Linked DNA regions of Cricetulus griseus: region 1 is linked to region 2. The links are chromatin contacts, called in public Micro-C maps. All regions are on one chromosome and are shown on one strand. Each heading gives the region's core, a stretch centred on a gene start, on an enhancer-like site or on the middle of the called end of the contact. The rest is flanking DNA. Distances are from core to core; before and after follow the strand shown. Region 1 holds the start of Morn3 (MORN repeat-containing protein 3). Region 2 overlaps Kdm2b (lysine-specific demethylase 2B).

Region 1 (6,453 bases), core at 2,400-4,899, 76 kb before region 2:
AGGCAGAGGCAGAGGCAGAGGCAGAGGCAGAGGCAGAGGCAGAGGCAGAGGCAGAGGCAGGATCTCTGAGTTCTAACAATTAAAACCTATAAAGCTTTCTCTATTTTCAGATTTGGCAGAATGACGGCATGTATTGAGTGCAAGAAGGGGAAGTGGCAATATTTGTTACAGCTATGTTTTCCTGTGTGTTTGGAATTTGTATTCTCTGTGTGTGAGAGTGTATGTGCGTGCGTGTGTGTATGTGTGTGTGAACATGGAGGTCAAAGACAATCTGCAGGAGTCAGCTCTCTTTCTACCATGTTTGCACTCCCATGTGAGTGTCCTCCCACCGTGTGTCCTAGGGATCTAACTCAGGTCACCAAGCTTGGTGCCTTTATCCACTAAACCATCTTTTTTTTTTTTTTTTTTTTTTCATGGTTGAGTATTTTATTGTTGCTGTTTGTTTCTATTTTTTTTTCACAAGATAAAAGTGAGAATGACAGCCAAGTGTAGTTGCGCACACCTTTGATACCAACACTTGGAATGCAGAGGCAGGCGATCTCTGTGAGGACAGCTTGGTCTACACAGTGAGTTCCAAGACAACCAGAGCTAACAAAACGAAACAAAATTGATCATGAAAGCAACTTTGTCTTTAGAGATGGACAGTAACTATAGGTGGTTGCAGGTGGGGTGGGTGTGTTAGTAGTGGTGCAAAGTGTTTAAACAGCATAAACAGGGAGGAAGCATGAGGAGATTCCAATTTCAAATAGGGTGGTTCTGAGAACTTTTCTACGAGGGGCTGATGTTTGAACAAAGCTCTGACGTAAAGGAAGGTAAGAGCCACCATTTAGTGCAGAGAGAGAGAGCTGTCCTAGAAGCTCTGGAAGAGTCCAATGCCTGAGGCAGGAACATGGTGTTCCAGGAACAGCAGGACAAAGAGCAAAGTGGAGGGGCTAGGCAGGTCTTCCAGGGTCTTCAAGGCTTCATTATAAGATGAGCCTTGTGAGCAAAGCAAGAACTTGCATCTGTAAAATGCATGCCACACAGCTTCCTGGGAGATGCTCCCCAGAGCTTCCCAAAGACACTCAAAGCTGTCCTACAAGACTAGGAACAAATAGGACTTTCCTTGCCCTCAAAATTACCGCTACCCTGCCTCTGCAGGAAGAGGCGGACACTGCAGGATTGCTTTGCTGTTGTCATAACAACCTCCAGAGTCCCAGACTTGGAAGCAATCCTAGCTGCCCGCTGAGGGTGAAGCCCAAGGCTGCTATTACAGGTGAGCCAGGTGGACACAGGGTGGCTGGGGTTCAGAAAAGACGCTGCCTGTGTGCTGTCTCTCAGTCCGCACTGGTCTCTTTTTTTCTTTGGAAACAAAACAACCTGTGCAGTCTTGGAAGTCTTTCCTTTCCAGCCCACTTCTACCTCTCCTTGAATTCTGAAAAATGCGGGACAACAGTGGAATCTATGCAGGGCAGTGGTGGCGCACGCCTTTGATCCCAGCACTGGGGAGGCAGAGGCAGGTGGATCTCTGTGAGTTCAAGGCCAGCCTGGTCTACAGAGTTCCAGGACAGCCAAGGCTACACAGAGAAACCCTGTCTTGTGGGGGTGGGGTGGGGAGTAGAATCTATGATGCACAGATGTAGCAGTAACACCTGTTGACACCATAGCTTTACGGGAATCTAGTGCAGAGCCCAGGACACATTGTCACTTTGGTTGAGGACCTACTATGTGCCGTGAGAAACAGAAAAAAGACATGGTACCTGTCATCTCTACTGAGAATGGTGGTAGAATGATACTGGGCAGGGTACTCTCAGAGGGAAAAGGTGCTGCCAAGATCCATCTTGAAGAATATATAAAGATATTGTAAATGCATATTGGTAACCCCAGGATTCTGCCAGTGCCAAAATTCTTGCATACAACTGCCCCCTTTTTCTTCCTTCTTTCCTTCCTTCCTTCTTTTCTTCTTCCTTCCTTCCTTCCTTCCTTCCTTCCTTCCTTCCTTCTTCTCCCCAGGACAGGGTTTCTGTGTAGTCCTGACTGTCCTAGAACCTGTACACAGGTTCTCTGTGTGTCTCGAACACACAGAGATCCATCTGTCTCCGCCTCTTGAGGGCTGCCCACTGCCTCTCTCAAGGCTCCCACTCCCCATCTGAGGCCCTATCAGGAATCCAGATTTCTACACAGTGAAGCAATTAAAGGGCATGTGGAGAAATGACTGTGTAGGGGCTCAGCAGTTAAGAACACTGGCTACAGGGCTGGAGAGATGGCTCAGAGGTTAAAGAGTACTGGCCGCTCTTCCAGAGATCCTGAGTTCAATTCCCAACCATCTATAATGGGATCTGGTGCTCTCTTCTGGCATGCACTGTATAAATGGCGTGCACATGATAAATAAATAAATCTTTAAAAAGAGATTTTTAAAAACAGTGTAACAACAAAGTGTGAGCAAAGAACAGTCCCTTCTGTGGGGTCACAGGCTGTGCAACTGCACAGGTGGCAGGCACAGTGTCCAAACTGAAGCACATATTTTTGTGGCTGGCCCTGCGGGCGGATGCTGATGCCATGGTCTCCTGGAACTGGCTCAGACTTGAGGTTATTTTGATTGGCAGTATCTGTGTGTGCTGCTGGTGCAAGGTTTCATGGGAGTGGATTTGTGCAGCCTCAGAACCTATGGATTTATAGTATTTTTTGTTGAGGAGGACAGGGTTCCCAAGGATTTAGACAAGACTGTTTTTTTATCACCCCTAAGCAAACTCCATGGAAACAGATGGAAAGACATAAATGTCCTCTCTGGAGATTCCGGGGACGTGAGGAACACAAATGCAGGCTCCCAGACACTGGGAGGAGGCCCTGGGCCACCCACTGTCTCTCTATAGGTTCTAGCAGATAGAGCCATAGAAGAAGCTAGCCAGGGGCTTGAGGAGAGTGATTGGGTCAGAAGTGGGAGGAGGCTGGGGACTTTCCTCTTGTGTTTATTTTGAGATAAGGTCTCACTGTATAGACAGACCTTCCGTCAGGGACAGTTGATCAACTTGGAATCAGTCTCTTTAATTTGTAGGATTGCCCCAGCTGAAAGGCAAACCCTAAGCTTCTCCATCTGTCCCCACTACCTGGTACATAGCGCCAAAGGGGGTAACAGTGCAGGTGCTGGGCCAGGGTGTTCCTGTAGTTTGTGCGGAAGGCAACTGCTGTCTGCCTAATACCCTCTGCCTCTCCTGGAGTTGTCCCAGCACTTGCCACCACCTGATCCTTCCTGCTGGGCTCCTCTTCCATCATAACCCATTCTGATTGGTCCTTCTAGTCATTAAGTATGTGACCATCATTTTTCCCAGGGGAAGCTTCTCCCTGATATCATCACAAACCCTGAGTTGCTATTGGTCTCCCTGGGTTCCAAAGGGATTGTGCCATCACATCCCCATAGACTGGCCCCAGGAGGATGCAAGAGAGGGGGCTGTCCTGGTCCAGTCCCCACGACACAGTCCAGCACAGAAGGATCCCCACGAGGGCTGCTCACCTGCCCTGGGGACTCAGAACACACATGACCTGCCCTACTGGAACTCAGGCAGGCACCTCGCCAGGAAGCCCCAGGATCCCAGAGATAACACAGATATACTGAGCCCCTGATGCTCCTACCTCTCGCCAGCACCCTCCAACACCACAGAAGCAGCCATCATGCCTGTCAACAAGTGTCCAAAGAAATCAGAGCCTCTGTGGAAGGACTGGGACCGGAAAGCCCTGAAGAATGGAATGAGGCACCAAGTGTTTGCAGTGAATGGCGATCACTATGTGGGCGAATGGAAGGACAACCTAAAACATGGTGAGCAGGGGCGGTCAAATGGCCAGTGTGGGGTCAGAGTGGGTGGGCCATGCAAAGTGAAACAAAGCAAACAGGCAGTGGTGGCCCACACCTTTAATTCCAGCACCCAGGAGGCAGAAGCAGGTGGATCTCTGTGAGTTCAAGGTCAGCCTAGTTTGCAGAGTGAGTTCCAGGACAGCCAGGACTACACAAAGAAACCCTGTCTGAAACAAGCAAACAAACCACAAAAACAAAAAGCAGTGTATAGAGTTCATCAGGGACCTAAGTGGTGTTCCCAAGCCTCCTTAGGGGATGAATGGCCATCTCGACCAGCAAGGGGCCTTCCCATGCTTTGGCTCTGAAGCCCATCTCAGCCATGACTTCAGCTAGGCAATAGTCTAGAGACAATGACAGGATAGGGGGCTTCAGAAACCAGCCCAAAGCTGGCACTGGGGGATCAAGCTGGGTCCCTCACTGCCTTCTGAGAGGCTGGCTGAGCCTGGGGTTGATTGACAGAAGAAAAGGTCAAAATGATAAGAAACTGGCTTGCAATAGGGGCTCTGGGCTTCAGACTCAGCCTTGATGCTCTGCAGATGGTGGAGCATAACCTGTGGGCCTCAGGACACAGGAAGGACCAGTCCTACCCCCAGGAATAACAGCTTCCATGATTACTCCTCTGTGCCTGGGCTCAGGCCCGACCAGCAGGGGGCGAAGGGGGTTCTGGTAATACAGTGCAAAGGTGGGGGGGGGCGGTAATGGGGGTGGAGGGATGAGGGATACTTATTCAAAGACTGACAGTCTCTCATTCCATTCTTGCAATTCCAGACTTAACCTCCCTCTTCTGCCTTCCTGGGTTATCTCCATGAGCTTGCATTGTTAGAATCCCAGTTCTACCAGCCACTGTCTTGAAGTAGTCATTACCATACTCCGAGCCTGTTTCCTCACAGATCTTAAGTGGAAACAATATCATTTATGAAGATAAGAGATGAGGGGCAGCAAGATGACTCAGTAAGGGCGCTTGTAGAGAATCTACAGGATCGATTACCCTCACATTTCCCGTATGAGGCAACTGAGGTCCAGAGGAGGAAGTAACTACTCCAGAGGTTGCATTAGGATAAAAGGGTACCAGAGAGAAGGGGATGGAGTAGAGACAAAGCAGTAGGGGAAAGGTGATGTTTGAGCTGGATGGAAGGTACAAGGCTGCAGTGACCAGGCTAAGGGGCATTTTGTCTAAGATTCAGACTGTAAGCAGTAGAATTAGAACTAGGTAGATCGGTATAGCTCGATTGAGGAACAGACCAGAGTCAGTGAAGCTGGAGCAGAGAGGGCAGTGGGAGAAAGTGAGCCAGGACTAATGTGGTTTTATTATTCCAGTTATTGGCTCAGGAGGCTGAGTTAGGAAGATCAAGGCTGGGCTATGAGCTATGATCCTCTCTCAAACGAAACAAAGTGTGTGTGTGTGTGTGTGTGTGTGTGTGTTGGGGGAGGAGTGCGGGGAGCCAGGTGTGATGGTGCATTCCTGTAGTCCCAAGCACTTGGAAGACAATGCAGAAAAATCAGGAATTCAAGTCCAGCTTCAGCTACATAGTGAATTCAAGGCCAGCTTGAGCTATAAGAGACCCTATCTCAAAAGGAAATTAAGTTAAAAAACAGAAGAAGAAGGAGGAGGAGGGGAAGGAAGGAAGGAAGAAAAAGAGAGTAGTGGCCAGTTGTGGTGGCTCATACTTTTACTCCCAACACTTCAGAGACAGAGGCAGGTTGATCTCTTAGAGTTCAAGGCCAGACTGGTCTACATAGAAAGTTCCAGGCCATCTGGGACTGCATAAAGAAATCCTGTCTCAAAAATGAAACCAACAAAACAAAGAAGGGCAGAAAACAAAGGGGTGGAGAGGGAGGAAGGAAGGAAAGGAGGGAGAGACAGAGACAGACAGACAGACACATACACACACACACAGAGACTCAGGTCAGGTGCCCATACAGCTAACTATCCAACAAATATGTTACGCCTCATGAACCACTTCAAGCCTTGTCTTTTTTTTTTTTTAAGATTTATTTTATTTTATGTACATGAGTGTTTTGCCTTGATATATGTATATGAACCATGTGAGTACCTGGTGCTCATGGAGATCAGAAGAGGGCATTAGATCCCATTAGAACTGGAGTTATAGGTGGTTGTGAGCTGCCTGCCATCGGCATTCTGGGAACAGAACCCAGTTTCTCTGCAAAGGCAGCAAGTGCTCTAACCACTGAGCCATGTCTCCAGCCCCCAGCTGTGTCTGTCTTCATTATAGGAGAAAGGTTGAAAAGAAAGGAACAGGCTAGTCAGCACTGCGTGTGCCAAACATGTGCTGGATGAAGGGTGAGTCTGTCCTTGTCAGGAATAACCTAGATCAAATTTTTATCTCACAACGTGAATATTTTATTTCACAATATTTCAAATATTGTTAGGCAAATGCTCTACCACTGAGATATGACCAGAGCCCCACCTGCTCTAGATTTAAAAACCTAAGAGTTGGACCTGGATAGCTCAGCAGTTAAGAGCAAGTTACTGTTCACTGGTCGTGGTAGTGCACAACTTTAAGCCAAGCATGCAGGAGGCAGAAGTAGGTAGATCTCTGAGTTGCAAGCCAGCCTGGTTCACATAGCAAGTTTTAGGCCAGCCAGGGATACACAGTGTGACC
Region 2 (6,794 bases), core at 868-3,367:
GTACCAGCCCTTCAGCATCGTGATCACAGGGCTGAGTGGGTATTGGATTGCCTGAGAATAGGTCAAAACTCAGAATTCAAAGTATCCCCCCCCCAATGTGTTTTTCTTTTACACTGTCATAAAGAAAAAAAAAATCATCTTTAGTGACCATAAGTTGGGCACTGTCAGAGAGATAGTGTGAGCCGAGGGCTTCCCCTATCTTCTTTTTCCTGGTTTTGGTAATTGAACCCAGTGCCTCAGACTTGCTGGGCAAGCATTCTATCACTGAGCTATACCTCTCCTTGTGTGCGTTTTATAAAAGTCAAAACTGGTGGTTATACCTCAGTGGTAAGAGTGATTACTCCCTATATATAAACCCTATCATAATAAAACTAAAGAAAAAAACAAACAAACAAACCTGAGTTTTCACAATTGTTTGTCCCTGATCAAGTAACCATTGAGAGGAAGAGCCACGATTGTGTGCATATCTGTGTGAACACAGAAGATTTTTTTTTGTTGCTTGTTTGTTTTTTGCCTTTTGATACAGGGTCTCATAGCCAAGGATAGCCTTGAATTTGTGGCAGTCCTCTTGCCCCAAGTTCTGAACTGCTGAGATTACTGTCATAAGGTGTTTTCATAACCTCTGTACAAGTGTTACGGATGGCTCTCAGCCTCCGTTATCCAAAAGGCTTCCTTGTCACTAGCTTGAGTAACTTCTCTGATTTCCTTGCCAGGAAATTAGATTTAGATCAGGTTTGTTTGTTTGTTTGTGTCGTTTTTTTTTTCCATTTTTTTTAACACTTTAAAGTTTATTTTGTATGTGTATGGGTGTTGTCAGAGGCCAGTTTTCTCAAGTCAGTTCTTTCTATCATATGGGTTCCAAGGATCGAACTCAGACTGTATGGTTTGGCAACAAGTTCCTTTACCCCTGAGCCATCTGGCCTGCCTAGGATTTAGGTCTTATGTCTGTTGTTCTTGAAAGCAGAATCTTGGAGGCAGGGAACAGCCCTGGAGGTCATTTGCGGGTGTCAAGATGAGTGTCCAGAAGATATTCAGTCTTTGCATCCATCTTACTTCACACATTTCATATCTGGGGAGGCCTGTCTCAAGTTACAGTGTCTCCCTGGCCTGGCTCTCCTTTCCTTCTGTTTGGAACAGAGTCTTCGTGGGGCCCCCACTATTGGGCTTAGCACATGCCGTTGATAATTCTGTCAGGGAAGGAGGGGTGCTCCTAGTCTTTCCCTTTTACAGATGAGGAACCTGAGGCCTCACTGTTGGAAACTGAAACAGGGGAGGGTACGAACCTGCACTTAATGTCCCATCTGATAAATGTTATCCATGTGGGACTTCTAGGGGCAGCATAAAATCCAGCTCTGAAGCCTTCTGGTGATTAATGGTGTTTCTGAGCTGTGATGTGGAACATATCTGCATCCCTTCTAAAGACTGGGGCTCACAGGGAATTTGGGGTCATTGCTTGTGTGTATGCTTCCTGTTAGCTTCAAGGTGACTTTGACCAGCCTCTTCCTGGCTGTCAGCCCATGACTCTCAGAGCTGACTGATGGAGCCTTCAGCTCAGGGGCCACTGGGCTACGGATTTATTTCTGCCACTGCAGTCTGTTGGATTCATGTGTAGTCTGTGAGCCCAGAGAGCCAATGATACCCAGAGGAGGGGAGAGAGGGCAAAGGTAGGAGAGCGTGGTATAGGAAGGAGAGCTTGGCATTGCTAGACCACTTAGGATCCCCGGGCATTGTTTGAGGTGGGTAAATTCCCCTGGGATCCATTGACTTGGGAACCCGAGGTCAGTTCTATAAAGTGGATCTGTCGTCCTTGGGTTCCAGTAGCAGCCTGTCCTTGTCACCTGGTACTAACTTGTGACTGAGCTGCCTTTTCTGTCTCTTTGGGGTACTGCCCTTTCTAGCCCTGAGGCTTTTTCTTGGAGACCCAGTTCTTCAACTATTGTGCCAGATCTGAGTGTGAACCTGGGAAAATAGTTAATTGCTGTCTTGTTCCCAGTGGTCCCTCAAGCCTCTTTACCCCTAGTGTACTCCAACTTCCCTTAGTCACAGTGATGGGAAATGAGCTGAGTCATGAAGGCTGAATGTAAGGTGTCAGCCCTAAAAGAGTCCTACACAGATGACTTAGTGGTTTTCAGAGGGAAATCCCAGGAATTTGGTTTAAGTGCTGACTCTGTCTTCCTTGTCCCACACAAACCTGGGGTGTTTGTTTTTAATTTATGGATCTGACTCATATACTTCTTGAAGAAAGAGTTCTTTAGTAAAGGAACAAAGTTAAAGTCAACTTCTTACTGCCCTTCCCTGGCAGGAGCTGGGCCCTAGAGTAGGGTTTTTTCGATTTGATGTGACTATAACCTTATCCAAGGCTCTTGGCACTGTCCCAGGTGCCCAGAGGTGTCCTGGGTGTATTCCAAGGTGTCTCATGACACTTGGGATGGGAAGAGGTTAGGGACTCAATCTTTTTGTCTCCTTCACAGAATTAAAGAGCCCAGGTTGGGCTTAGTGGCTCCTGGTAAGAAACAATGGCTAAGGGGATAAAGGCACCTGCCGCCAAGCCAACACTGTGAGTTCTATTTCTGGGACCCAGAAGGTGTGAGGAGAGAACTGCAACTGTGGTCTGACTTAACACATGAGTGTCATCTTGTGTGCTCCACCAGTAAATAAATGCACACACACAACAACAACATGTGATTGCCTGTGAAACTAGTGGTTAAAAGGAGAACTTTTCTTTGAACAGACTTGGATGCTATATAAGAGAGAGGGTTTCTCTGTAGGTTTGGAGACTGTCTTGAAACTCTCTTTGAAGACCAGGCTGGCCTTGAACTCACAGAGTGCCTCTGCTTCCGGAGTGCTGGGATTAAAGGCGTGAGTCACCACTCCCCGACAAGGACAATAGTATTACACTATTAATATCAGGGGCCTTCATTTTTATGAACAAATACCCAGCAAGTCTTGAGTTTGATAAGTCCTGGAAGCCACAGAACTAATAAGTACAGCTGGAATTTTTGTTGTTGTTTTGTTTTGTTTCTTGAGACAGGGTTTCTCTTTGTTGTTCTGGTTGTCCTGGAACTCACTCTGTAGACCAGGCTGGCCTCTAACTCACAGAGATCTGCCTGCCTCTGCCTCCCGAATGCTGGGGTTAAAGGCATGCACCACTACTGCCCGGCTACAGCTGGGATTTTTGTTTGTTTGATTTATTGTTTTTCTTGTTCTTTTTACTTTTATTATGATTGTTGTTGTTGATACAGGGTCTTGCTCTATAGCCTGAGCCGACATGAACTTGTGTCGATCTTCCTACCTTAATCTCCTGAGTGTAGAGATTACGTAAGTGAGCTACTATGCCTTGCAGATCAGATTTTGTGTGTGTGTGTGTGTGTGTGTGTGTGTGTGTGTGTGTGTGTTTGCGAGCGTGCCTCTATATCTGTATATGTGCTTTGTTTTGAATTGTGTGTGGAGGCTAGAGGATCACCCTGGGTTTTCTTCCTTTTTTTTTTTTTTTTTTTTTTTAAGATTTTATTTATTATGTATACAACATTCTGCTTCCATGTATATCTGCACACCAGAAGAGGGCACCAGATCTCATAACAGATGGTTGTGAGCCACCATGTGGTTGCTGGGAATTGAACTCAGGACCTCTGGAAGAGCAGTCAGTGCTCTTAACCTCTGAGCCATCTCTCCAGCTCAGTTGGTTTTTTGTTTGTTCGTTTGTTTTTGTTTTGTTTTGAGATAGGGTTTCTCATTTGCTGGAATTTGTCAAGTAGATAAGGTTGGCCAGTCATTTAGTCCTAGTAATTTGCCTGTCTCTACCCTCACACTACTAGGATCTAAGATTACAAGCAGGAACCACTATACTGGGCTTATTATCTGTTATCATTTTTTTTTTTTTTTATGTGCATGAGTTTTCACTGCATGTATGTATGTGTACCATGTATGTGGTGCCTGTGGTCTGAAGAGGATTGTTAGATGGTTGTAAGCCACTGTGTGGCTGTCATGCCTGGCTTTTTGTTTTGTTTTGTTTTCTTCCCTGTGTGGGTTCTAGCTCTGAACTCAGGCTTTCATGCTTGCAAGAACTTTACCAACTGAGCCATCTTCCAGCACAGGGAAAAAAGTTGTTTAATGTGAGGCTGAGCTGGGGCTTATACATGTGCAGAGGGCACTTTACCGTTGAATTGTATCCTCGGTCCTAGAATGTTATGCTACACAAGGACTCCACCATTCGACTACATCCCTTGAAAATTGTAATAAGAAAGACAAAGAGGATAAACTCCCATGGACCCATCACCTTGGCCCAATGTCATCCATCTGTAATTAGTCTTACTTCATTTATAACCACGTCTTCTTCATCTGCAGTATTTGAAGTTTATCAAACGTAACATACCACTCTGTATACTTTTCAGTGTGAAGTTTTGTAATTTATTTGTTTATTTTTTGAGTCTTTCTATGTAGTCCTGGCTGTCCTGGAACTCCCTACATAGACCAGGCGGGTCTCATACTCACAGAGATCCACCTGGCTCAACGGGTAGTTCTAAGTAAGAAGACTTCTACTAATTCTTTGAGAATTGCATATTGTATTGCTTTGATTTTGTTGTTGTTTTTTTTTTCAGATAGGATTTCTCTATGTAGCTTTGGCTGTCCTGGAATTCAGAGGTCTGCCTGACTCTGCCTCCCAAGTACTTAGATTAAAGGTATACACTACCACACCCAGCGTTGATTGTATTTGAGGTAGGGTCTCTCTATGTAGCCCTGTGTTTTATTTGTTCATTATTTATTTATTTAATGTGTATGAGTGTCTTGCCTCCTTGTATGTCTGTATCACTTTCATATTCAGTGTCTCAGCTTGGCTGGATGAGCATCAGTCCCTGGGGATCCAAAGCTAATACTTTGTATCCCTTTTCCTGCTGCCCAGCAAATACCCAGGAACTGGATCCTTATGGTAGAGAGGTGCACAGAATGGGAGTCCGCCCAAGGAGAAGAGAATTTGCGGGTGTCAATAGCAGGTTCTCTCTCATGTGGGACTCTCAGATAACCTTTAAGAATCCCCCTTGTTCTAGGCCCTTTGGCTGTTAAAGAAGAATCTAGCCTGTGTTAAGTGTGGTCTGAATCTTCAGCAAAGACCAGGGATGCCCCCTGGTGGATATGCACCTTCCCAGTGTAAACACAAAGTGGCTTTAGCTTGGGTCCACTTCCTAGTATCTTTAGGGCTGCAACCAGCCATTGAAAACTGGAATTGTTGAAGGCAGGGTAATCCTTTTGGACCTTGGCATGTGATCAAAATACACAGCATTGCAGAGGCGGCACTAGAGCCCGGATTCTGGTGTGGCCTTCAATTAGTTTCAAAACCCAGCTCTGTGTACTGACTGGGCATGCTTGGGCAAGTTAGCTGTCCAAGTGTCCAGTCTCTCTTGCGTCCAGTAAGGATAATTGGAGTTCTGCCTCACAGAGCAGTGGGCATGAAAATTCCCGTGGAGGGGGGGTGTGCCTGTGCTGACAGGCTCAGCAAATGGCAACAGTGATAATGGATAGAAAGAGCATGTTCCAGGGGACACCAGTCATTGCTCCATGTATGGCCATGCTTCTCTCATCTATAAAACAGTCAGTCTTGCTTTCCTTCAGGGTTGCTGTGAAAACCAGACCTTGAATCCAACAGATAAGAACATCTGAGTTCTTCTGTGTGTTTGAGGAGTTATTTTTATAACTGGGCTTCTACTTCATGAGTGGCACTCCATTTCACCAATACTGGCTGTTGGCCTGAAAGTAATGAGCTGTTAATTTGAATCAGTGTTCAGGTTCATCGAGAGCTGTTTGGTGCAAGGGTCAGCAGACTTCTCAGAAAGGACCAGAGAGCAAACATTCAAGGCTTTGCGAGCGATGCACTTTCTGTCACAGGCGCTTGGCACTGTCACTTTAACTTGTGGGTGATACAGAACCTGAGTCTGCTGGCCAGTGCCAAAAAAAATTGTGTGTGGACTTGGGAATTCAGATTTCAATCATTTTCACAATTTTGAAATACTCTTTCCTTTCTCCCACTGCATTTAGGAATGTAAAAAATTCTCTTCTGGGGATGGCACTTAGAGCCCCCCCCCCTTTTTTTTTGTTTTCTTTCGAGACAGGGTTTCTCTGTGTAGCTTTGGAGCCTATCCTGGCACTTGCTCTGGAGACCAGGCTGGCCTCGAACTCAGAGATCCGCCTGCCTCTGCCTCCCGAGTGCTGGGATTAAAGGCATGCGCCACCACCGCCCGGCGAGATCCTGTTTTTAAAAAGGAACAAACAAAGGCCAAAAAAGCATAGAGCCAAGCATGATGGTGTGCCTGTGTAGTCCCAGGAGTCGGGAGAGCATGGCTGAAGGTCCTGAGTTCAAGATCATTCTGGGCTATGTAGGGAGGTCTGTCTTTTAAAAAAAACAAAAAACTTGCTGTATCCTTCCTGCTTGTGATCTCAGCATTGGGAGATGGAGGCAGGAAGATCAAGAGTTCAAGTGCCTTCTGGGTTGCATTGCTGAGGCCAGCCTGAACTACAAGAGACACTGGCTCAAAAACCAAAACCAAAACCAAACAAATAGAAAAGCAGTGGGCTGGTTCAGCTGTTGGCCTGTAGTGGTTGTGTTAACCCTGGGTGAGTGCAGTTCTAACCTTGGGGCTTGTGGTGAGTGGAGGGTTCAACTTTGGTTGTTGTTGATGTTTCTAAGTCTCCACTGACTATGTATTTGTCACTGAGATAGTGAGGAATTGGGGTCCTTTCAGGCCAGATGGTGGGTTTCTCACGGCAGTTGTGTTGTCTTGAGTATAACAACCCGAAGGTGC

Evidence for each region. A called contact is a pair of places that touch in the nucleus more often than the background predicts.
Region 1: a contact with region 2 is called in a Micro-C map of the CHO-K1 cell line, with 2.3 times the contacts expected there. The contact joins the promoter of Morn3 here to the enhancer-like site in region 2. A contact is called at or near these places in 2 of 8 Hi-C or Micro-C datasets (the CHO-K1 cell line and liver).

The regions. Positions count from the first base shown.
Region 1 is chr4:102,845,712-102,852,164 of CriGri-PICRH-1.0, reverse strand. It overlaps Morn3 (MORN repeat-containing protein 3), which reads left to right and starts at 3,649. Exons shown (of 5, transcript XM_035444183.1): 1 at 3,649-3,793. The coding sequence starts at 3,649.
Region 2 is chr4:102,767,609-102,774,402 of CriGri-PICRH-1.0, reverse strand. All of the region lies in intron 4 of Kdm2b (lysine-specific demethylase 2B), which reads left to right. Among named protein-coding and RNA genes, the nearest start is that of Kdm2b, 22 kb to the left of the region's middle. Within about 2 kb of position 2,117, at least 1 of the 6 cell types and tissues checked has open chromatin away from gene starts, as enhancers often do. A contact at or near this core is called in the CHO-K1 cell line, where this site is marked.